2 separate regions of the Sus scrofa genome follow, and region 2 is linked to region 1. A link is a contact called in public Hi-C data. All regions are on one chromosome and are shown on one strand. Each heading gives the region's core, a stretch centred on a gene start, on an enhancer-like site or on the middle of the called end of the contact. The rest is flanking DNA. Distances are from core to core; before and after follow the strand shown.

Evidence for each region. A called contact is a pair of places that touch in the nucleus more often than the background predicts.
Region 2: a contact with region 1 is called in a Hi-C map of embryonic fibroblasts, with 4 times the contacts expected there. The contact joins the promoter of OTUD3 here to the enhancer-like site in region 1. A contact is called at or near these places in 1 of 5 promoter capture datasets (liver) and 12 of 47 Hi-C or Micro-C datasets (alveolar macrophages, brain, embryonic fibroblasts and 8 more).

The regions. Positions count from the first base shown.
Region 1 is chr6:78,070,547-78,074,332 of Sscrofa11.1, reverse strand. It overlaps NBL1 (neuroblastoma suppressor of tumorigenicity 1), which reads right to left. Exons shown (of 4, transcript XM_021095466.1): 4 at 2,724-3,786. Among named protein-coding and RNA genes, the nearest start is that of HTR6, 4.9 kb to the left of the region's middle. Within about 2 kb of position 2,127, at least 10 of the 83 cell types and tissues checked have an H3K27ac peak or open chromatin away from gene starts, as enhancers often do. A contact at or near this core is called in alveolar macrophages, embryonic fibroblasts, omental adipose tissue and 2 more, where this site is marked.
Region 2 is chr6:78,239,462-78,243,353 of Sscrofa11.1, reverse strand. OTUD3 (OTU domain-containing protein 3) reads right to left here and starts at 1,750. Exons shown (of 7, transcript XM_021095472.1): 1 at 1,378-1,750. The coding sequence starts at 1,598.

The DNA of each region.
Region 1 (3,786 bases), core at 878-3,377:
GTCCGCCAGAACAGAGGGGCTCAAGGAGAGGTCTAAATGATACAGATGGAGGTTGTGAAGCTTGCCCAGAGCTTCTCTCACAGGAGGCATTAACTGAGAAAAGGGATTGGTTAGTTTTGTTCACTGCTGTATCCTCAGCAAATATTAGGCTGCCAATAAATATATGTTCAATGAATGAATGAACAAAACTATTAGCCCAACCACCAGTGGTTGTGAGCCGATCACCCATTCTCAATAATGATTATTATAGGAGTTCCCTGATGACCTAGCAGTTAAGGATCCAGTGCTGTGGCGCAGGTTCAATACCTGGCCTGGGAACTTTCACATGCTGCAGGTGTAGGCAAAAAATATACATATTATTATAACAGCTGATGTTCACTGGGGTCCTGCCAGGCACCGTTTCAAGCTCTGCATGTACACTGATTCGTGCAAAGCTCTCGACGACCCTGGGAGTGAGGTGGGTATGATACAGAGAGGGGCCAGCATAGACAGAGGTTTCCCTTGTAAAGATTTTTTTTTTTTTTGGTCTTTTTTGTCTTTTCAGGGCTGCATCCGCAGCATATGGAGGTTCCCAGGGTAGGGGTCTGTCTAATCGGAGCTGTAGCCACCAGCCTACACCACAGCCACAGCAGTGCAGGATCTGAGCCACGTCTGCGACCTACAGCACAGCTCACGGCAACGCCAGATCCTTAACCCACTGAGCGAAGCCAGGAATCAAACTTGCAACTTCATGGTTCCTAGTCGCTGCGCCCTGACGGGAAGTCCTCCCTCGTAAAGATTTTAAATCTTTCTGCCCTTTCGAGAGTTGGGGGAGAATGGTGAAGGGGGCTTGCGCTTTTTCTTCTGGTCTGTCTTGATCGTTCAGTTGGAGATTGGGAAAAGAAAAACTGGCCATCACTATTCCACATCTCACTCCCATTGGCAGGCTGGCCCAGCTAGCGATGCTTTTCCGCTCCAGCAAACCTGGCTCTTCCCATTCCTGCTTCCAAATCCAATCAGCAGGGCCTCTCCTATGTGACCCCGCCTCTCTACCAAGGCCCCACCCCCTAGCGCTCCAAAATCCCTACCCGATTCCTGCCTCCAGCCCCTCCTGCTGGGACTACTGCAGCCTCTGGCAGATCTCCAGCCTTCCCCTCCACCTCCTCACAGGAGACCTCATTTCTTTTAGCTTAAACCCTGTTCTGTGCAGACACCTCCACGGCCCTTACTGCAAAGAGTGTGAAGTCTGAACTCTGGCTAGCATTCCAGGTCTAGCGCCAGCCAGGCCCATCCACCTTCCTGCCTCCTTTCCAACCAGTTTCTTATTAATTTACATATCTATGAATTTATACCTCACCTTTTTACATACATAGGATGGAGGCAGCTCCTGACCAAGGCTCATCCTGCAAAGATAATCTCTGAAGCCCAATCCCAAGGACACTGCCCCCAGGAAGTCCTTCACGTAGACCTGGTCTCTGAGTCCTCGGAAGCCCCGCAGTACTTTCTCTGCACCCTCCAGTTTCTGCCCACCTCCAGCTGTGTAGAATGACACATATATAGAATATATATAGAATGACACATAATAGCCAGGGCTTATCTCTGCCTGAGAGGTCACTGAGGTCTGCGTGCAGGAAATTTATACTTCTCTCCAACCCAATTCCATGTCAGGGGACACAGGGCCACTCGAGATAGTTGTGTCCTGCACAACTGCAAGAAGCACCATTCTGTAGTGGGGCAGTACACAACCTACACAACGGTGCAAAGCAGCCATGAAGGGAAGGAAGGCTTGGTATCCAAAGGAAATCGTGTGTAGTACAACATGTTATTGCTAGAGGGCGCTAGATTGGAATCCGGGCGCTGCTGCTTCCCAGCTTGGGCGAATCGCCCACAAATGCTCTCATATTTACAAAACGAACATCCTCCATGGATTAGAAATAACATATATAAACTGCTTGGTATTGGTGGGTAGAGCAACGCCTGCAATGAAGAAATCATAGCGTTTACCCACACCACCAGCCCAGTCTTGATGGAGAATCTGGGGGACTCCAAGCTCCGCTGAAGCACTACAGCGTTGTCCACCGCTCAGCCTGGCATGTGGTAGGTGACCAACAAATGTCAATTACGAAGGTTATACCGAGAAGAGTGATTCAACCAGATGGCTGCGTGCAAGTCTTATTGGAACTATTTCTCAACTGGGCACAAGACCTATTGGAGACATTTCTCCCCCCCGGGGAAGTTACTCAATCCTTCTGTACCTCAGATGCCTCCTCCGTAAAACGAGGGCAGTGTCTGCATCACGGAGTGGTGGCAGGGATTAAGCGAGTTAATTTTATGTCAACTACTCGGCACAGCACCCCACCTCGTATATCGACTTGTGACCACTGCTCGGGTCTGCTGCCCCTTCTCCAGAAGCCAAGCCAGGCTGGGGTACAGGGAAGGGCTAATGCTGGGTCACTGGGAGGGTGAAGAGATGCCATGAGGCAAGCCCGAGGGGTGAAGGGCCAACGTCAGAAAAGGGGTTCTGGAGGCCCAGCCACAGGTGTATTGGAGACCAGACATAGACGCCCAAGTTAGGAGGTGGGAACAGGGGGGTGTGGGGGGCACAACAGGGCAGGAAAGCGCAGGCCACTGGGATGCAGGGAGCGGCTGTGAGCGGCGCCGCTGCCAGTGGGTCTGCTCAGGGCTCGATGTGCAGCCGACTCCGTCCCCTCGGGGAGCCCAGCTGAACCAGCCAGTGAGGAGGACACAGGCATTGAACGAATTTATTCATGAGAAAACTGAGGGTTTGGGGGTGAGACAATCTACTGGTTACAAGCTCCAGAAGCTCTTGTCGGAACAGCCGTGAGGGTGGGCACCCCTCGGCCTGGGGGGCAGGAGGGGCTGGCAGCAGCCCTGGGGACAGAGGGCAGACGCAGGCGGCTGTGGGTCCTGGAGGGCATCCTTCCCTGCCCGCTCGCCCGCCCCCAGGGCCCCGCACTGCCTCTGGGGCTAAAGTGCAGCTGGGAGGAGGGAGGTGGGTACGGGGCAGCTGGAGAGCCGGCCCATGAACCCGCGCCCCTCCTCTTCCTCGTTTCTTGGGGCTCAGCCAGGGTCCTTCCCAGCCGGTCCCTCCTGGGAACCTCTGGGTCAGGGAGACCTCTCCCCACCGTCAGATATTCAGAAAGAGCTTCCCAAGGGGGTGAGGCCGGCTCCGTCAGCTTGGAGGGGCGCGGGACGTGGGGGGGCAGCGGGAGACAAAGATCCGAGAGAGGGCAAGGAGGGCCGTGCGTCTGGTCCAGGGGGTCACCGCCTCCCGCTGGCCCAGCAGGACTCCTCCTCCCTCACCTCCTCTGCCCCTGGAAAGACAAGGAAGCCAGGCGGCCTGGCTCCCAGCTCCAGGGCCATGAGTCAGCAGGGTCCTGCCCAGGCCTGACTCCCAACCATGCCACGGAGGGAGGGCCACCTCAGCGCCACCAGAAGAAGCTGCCCCAGGGAGGGGGAATGGGGCGGAAGGCCTGTGGAGCTAGAGCTTCCTGCTTCTGCCAGTGGTCTTCTGAGTCTGCCCTCCGGGTTGTGGCTGGCAAGGTGCCCGCCCTCAGCTCAGGGCCCAGGGCCACCATCTGCACCCCCAGGGTCCGGCCCCACCAGGGGCCGTGCGGGCCTTGGCCTGGCTCCTGCCATCTTGGACAGCCTCCTCCCAACGCAGCAGCTTAGCCAACTTCCACCCCCTCCCCAAGGCACATCTCTAGGAGGCAGAAAGGAAGAGACCCACCCCCCCACGCAAAAGAACCCTGAAGACCTCTGCTTCTTCCCCCCACTCTGGAATAT
Region 2 (3,892 bases), core at 501-3,000, 170 kb before region 1:
TGAGGGACCCTGCTGAGGGTCTAGCTGGCCTTCCTTTATGATATTTCTGTCATTCATTCATTCAACAAAAATGCACTGAATACCTTCTGGAGTTCCCGCTGTGGTGCACTGGGTAAAGAATACGACTTAGTGGCTCAAGTCGCTGCGGAGGCATGGGTCCCATCCCTGGCCCAGCTCAGTGAGTGAAGGGATCTACAGCTGCAGCTCAGATTCAGCCCTGGCCCAGGAACTTCCATATGCTGTGGGTGCAGCCATTTAAAAAAAAAAAATGCTATGAATGCCTTCTGAGTATCAGACACTGTGCCAGGTGGTGGTGAATAAACTGCAATCAAGCTCTAAATCCAACCTGCCTGAAGCACTGTGCATACGTAGGAAAAGTGGAAAAGGTAACCTACAGCCAGTAACAATTATAAACAGTTATAAACAGTTTTGATTAGCATAAGGTGAAAGCCAGAAAATACTTGCAATATAAGGTGAAATCCAGAAATACTTTCTTCCCCCACGTCCATGCCTAACAGCTAAGGCAATTCTGCATGGTCTTCAGCTTCATTTTATTCTTCCCTCTGCCCTATCTGAGCCCCCAAATGACAGCTGGGCTGTTAATTCTGTCTCTTCCAGAGTGACAAACTCTGGCAACCAGACTCCTTTTATCTATCCCTACACTGGGATGCTAATTTATCTCCCCTACACTTTTCCTTTTGCCCTCCATGCTCCTGGGTCCACATCCCCTTTTCTGAGGCCATTTTTCCTTCCCTCCCTCATTCCCTTCCTCCCATCCCATTTATTCATCCCATATTCTCTAAATAAACTGGATTCCAGTCTAAAGCCCAAGCAAGCTTGGGGAAGTGTGGTTGCCTACAGAGGAAAAACTGAAGCCCACGAAGGTAAGAATTAGAGAAGCTGCTTTCAGCTCAGTAAACAAGAGGCCCTCACAGACCTCATTTCCCAAGTGTAAAAGGAGGGCAATACCCAACAGTAATAAGAACTCAAAGGAGGCCAAGCGTTATACCAACCGGGGCTTGCACCGCTTTCTAAAAGATCGTCATTATGACAGCTCTTCGACTGACTGGCTCCATCTCATTCCTTCAGATCTCAGCTTAAATGTCACCTTTCAGGGGAGCCTTCCTGGACATCGATCTAACGGGGCTCTCCGGACCCCTTTACTGTTTGCTTGGGGCCTTTGCCACTATCAAGGCAATTGGGGATTACTCGAGCATCTCAAGGGGAGGAGCCTGGCCGCCTCGCTCGCTGCTGGACCCCCCAGCACTGGGAAGGGGCTGGCGTTCTGGGCCGCCCGATGAATGGGCAGGCGAGAACCCGCGACAGTCGCCAAGCGCAGCGCCCCACCGCCCCTACGCGCTCCCGGGCCCGCCTCACCCGTCCCCCGGCACCTCCCGCAGCTTCAGCCCCAGGGCCTGCAGTTGGTTGGCGAAGCTAACGAACTCCTCTTCGCAGCCGCCGCCGCCGCCGGACTCCGGCCGGTTCCGCCGCTCCTTGGCTAGGGCCCGGCGCGCCGCGCGCTCGTCCCGCTTGCGCTCGGCCTCGGCTTTCCGGCTGCCGCTGCCCGGCCGGCTCTTCGCCGCCTGCTTCCGGGACATGGCCTTGGCCCTGCGGCCCGCAGCGGTAAGAGGAAAAGCCGCAGGACCGTCAGGCAGCCGCCTCAAGTGCCTAAAACCCGAAGCGGCGCGGGCGACAGAGCCCGGCGACGGGGACGCGGCGACCGCGCCTGCGCCGGCTCTGGGTACCTGGTCACGTGACAGAACGCCCCCCACCCCCGCCCCGGCTAGGAGAACAGGAGCCATAGAGAGCACTCCTGAGAGAGCTAGAGGGGCACCCGTCTTTGTTTGCTCCGCTCCTCCCCCTAGCGGTGGGTGGTACTCCAAGTGAGGAGCCAGTTGGACCCAAAAGAGAGCGCAACAGGAAAAGGTCAAGGAGATCGATCACTGCTTTAAAGCCCGTGGACTTTATTTAATCCTGTCCCTCTCTACCTCTCTACCTTCGCTCATAACGCAGGGAGAGGTAGCCCTTGTCCAGAACACTGTCTCCTCTGTAATTTTGATTCCACTCTGAAGTGACCAATCTAGGTTTGCCCGGATTAAGAGTCTTCCAGGGACGCAGGACTTTCAGTTTTAGAGCAGAGACAGCCCCAAGCAAACCAGGGTTGATGGGTGACCCTAAACGACATCCACCTACCCTGGAAGCTAACTCCGTCAGTAATCCCCTCTCTCCTGCATAATACCCTCTTCTCCTTTGTCCTGGTCCCTCTTTCTTTTCTTTTTTTTTTTTTTTTTTTTTTTTTTTGGTCTTTTTAGGGCTGCACTGGAGGAATGTGGAAGCTCCCAGGCTAGGGATTGAAACGGAGCTGTAGCTGCCAGCTTACACCACAGCCACAGCAATGTGGGATCCGAGCCGAGTCTGTGACCTACACCACAGCTCACTATAACACCAGGCTAGGAACCATGAGGTTGTGGGTTCAATCCCTGGCCTTGCTCAGTGGGTTGGGGATCCGTGTTGCCATGAGCTGTGGTGTAGGTGGTAGGCACGGCTCGGATCCTGCATTGCTGTGGCTCTGGCGCAGGCCAGCAGCTGTAGCTCTGATTAGACCCCTAACCTGGGCACCTCCATATGTCGCGGGTGCGGCCCTAAAAAGCAAAAAAAAAAAAAAAAAGAGAGAGAAAAAGAAAGAAAAAAGAAACAATAGTGCAGCCTTGGGGCAGGATCCTGGTTCCTCTTCAGGGAATATACATAACAATATCTTTGAGTTATCCCACTGAACTAAAAACAACTGGGAGTTCCCATCGTGGCTCAGCAGTTAATGAACCTGACTAGTATCCATGAGGACCCAGGTTTGATCCCTGGCCTCGCTCACTGGGTTAAGGATTCAGTGTTGCCATGAGCTGTGGTGTAGGTCGCAGACACCACTGGTGTTCTGTGTTGCTGTGGCTGTGGCTTAGGAGCAGCTGTAGCTCAGATTGGACCCCTAGACTGGGAACTTCCATATGCCATGTGTGTGGCCCTAAAAAGACAAAAGAAAAAAAAAAAAAAAAAAAGCCCCAACTAATGGAAGCCGTTAACTGCTTGATGAAGCATCCTTCACTCCGGAAAGGAGGTCACTGTTTGATAACTTTGAGAATCACAGAAACTCATCAGGAGACACCCCCCCCCCAAGGCCAGATTAAAGAAATCACAGGAGGAGTTCCCATTGTGGTTCAGCTGGTTAAGAACCAGTATTTTAAAGAAATCACAGAAGGAGTTCCCATTGTGGCTCAGCTGGTTAAGAACCTGACCAGTATCCATGAGGATTCGGGTTTGATCCCTGGCCTCACTCAGTGGGTTAAGGCTCCAGTGTAAGCGTGGCATGGGTTGGAAATACTCCTTAGATCCAGTGATGCTGTGGCTGTGGTGTAGGCCAGGAAATTTCACATGCCACAGGTGCAGCCCTAAAAAAAAAAAAAAAAAAAAGGAATACAGGCCCCGAACACGACCTGATCCTTACCAGCAATCCCCACCCTTGAACCACTGATACCAGAAAGATGATACCAGAATCCGGGTTCTCGTTCACGGTAGTCAAAGAATGAACTCCGAGAACACACAGGCAGCAAGCAAGCAAAGTCTTTACTAAAGGAAAGCAAATAGCTCCCAAGACAGCTGGGAGGGGGGAGGAGAGCCCCCTTCTTTATTGTCCTATGGGGGTTTTTATTCCTTAAATGTGGCGAGGGTACCAAAGTGGGGTCCAGAAAGATGCGGTTTTCTCCCATTGGCTTTGTTCAATTACCTATATTAGTCCTTGTCCAATAGGGCTTTTAGAGTTGGAAATGTTCCATAAGTTTTATGGTTTCTTTGTCCTTCTCTTTCCTTAGATTAAGTCACCATTCCTCTCATTCCTTTTCTA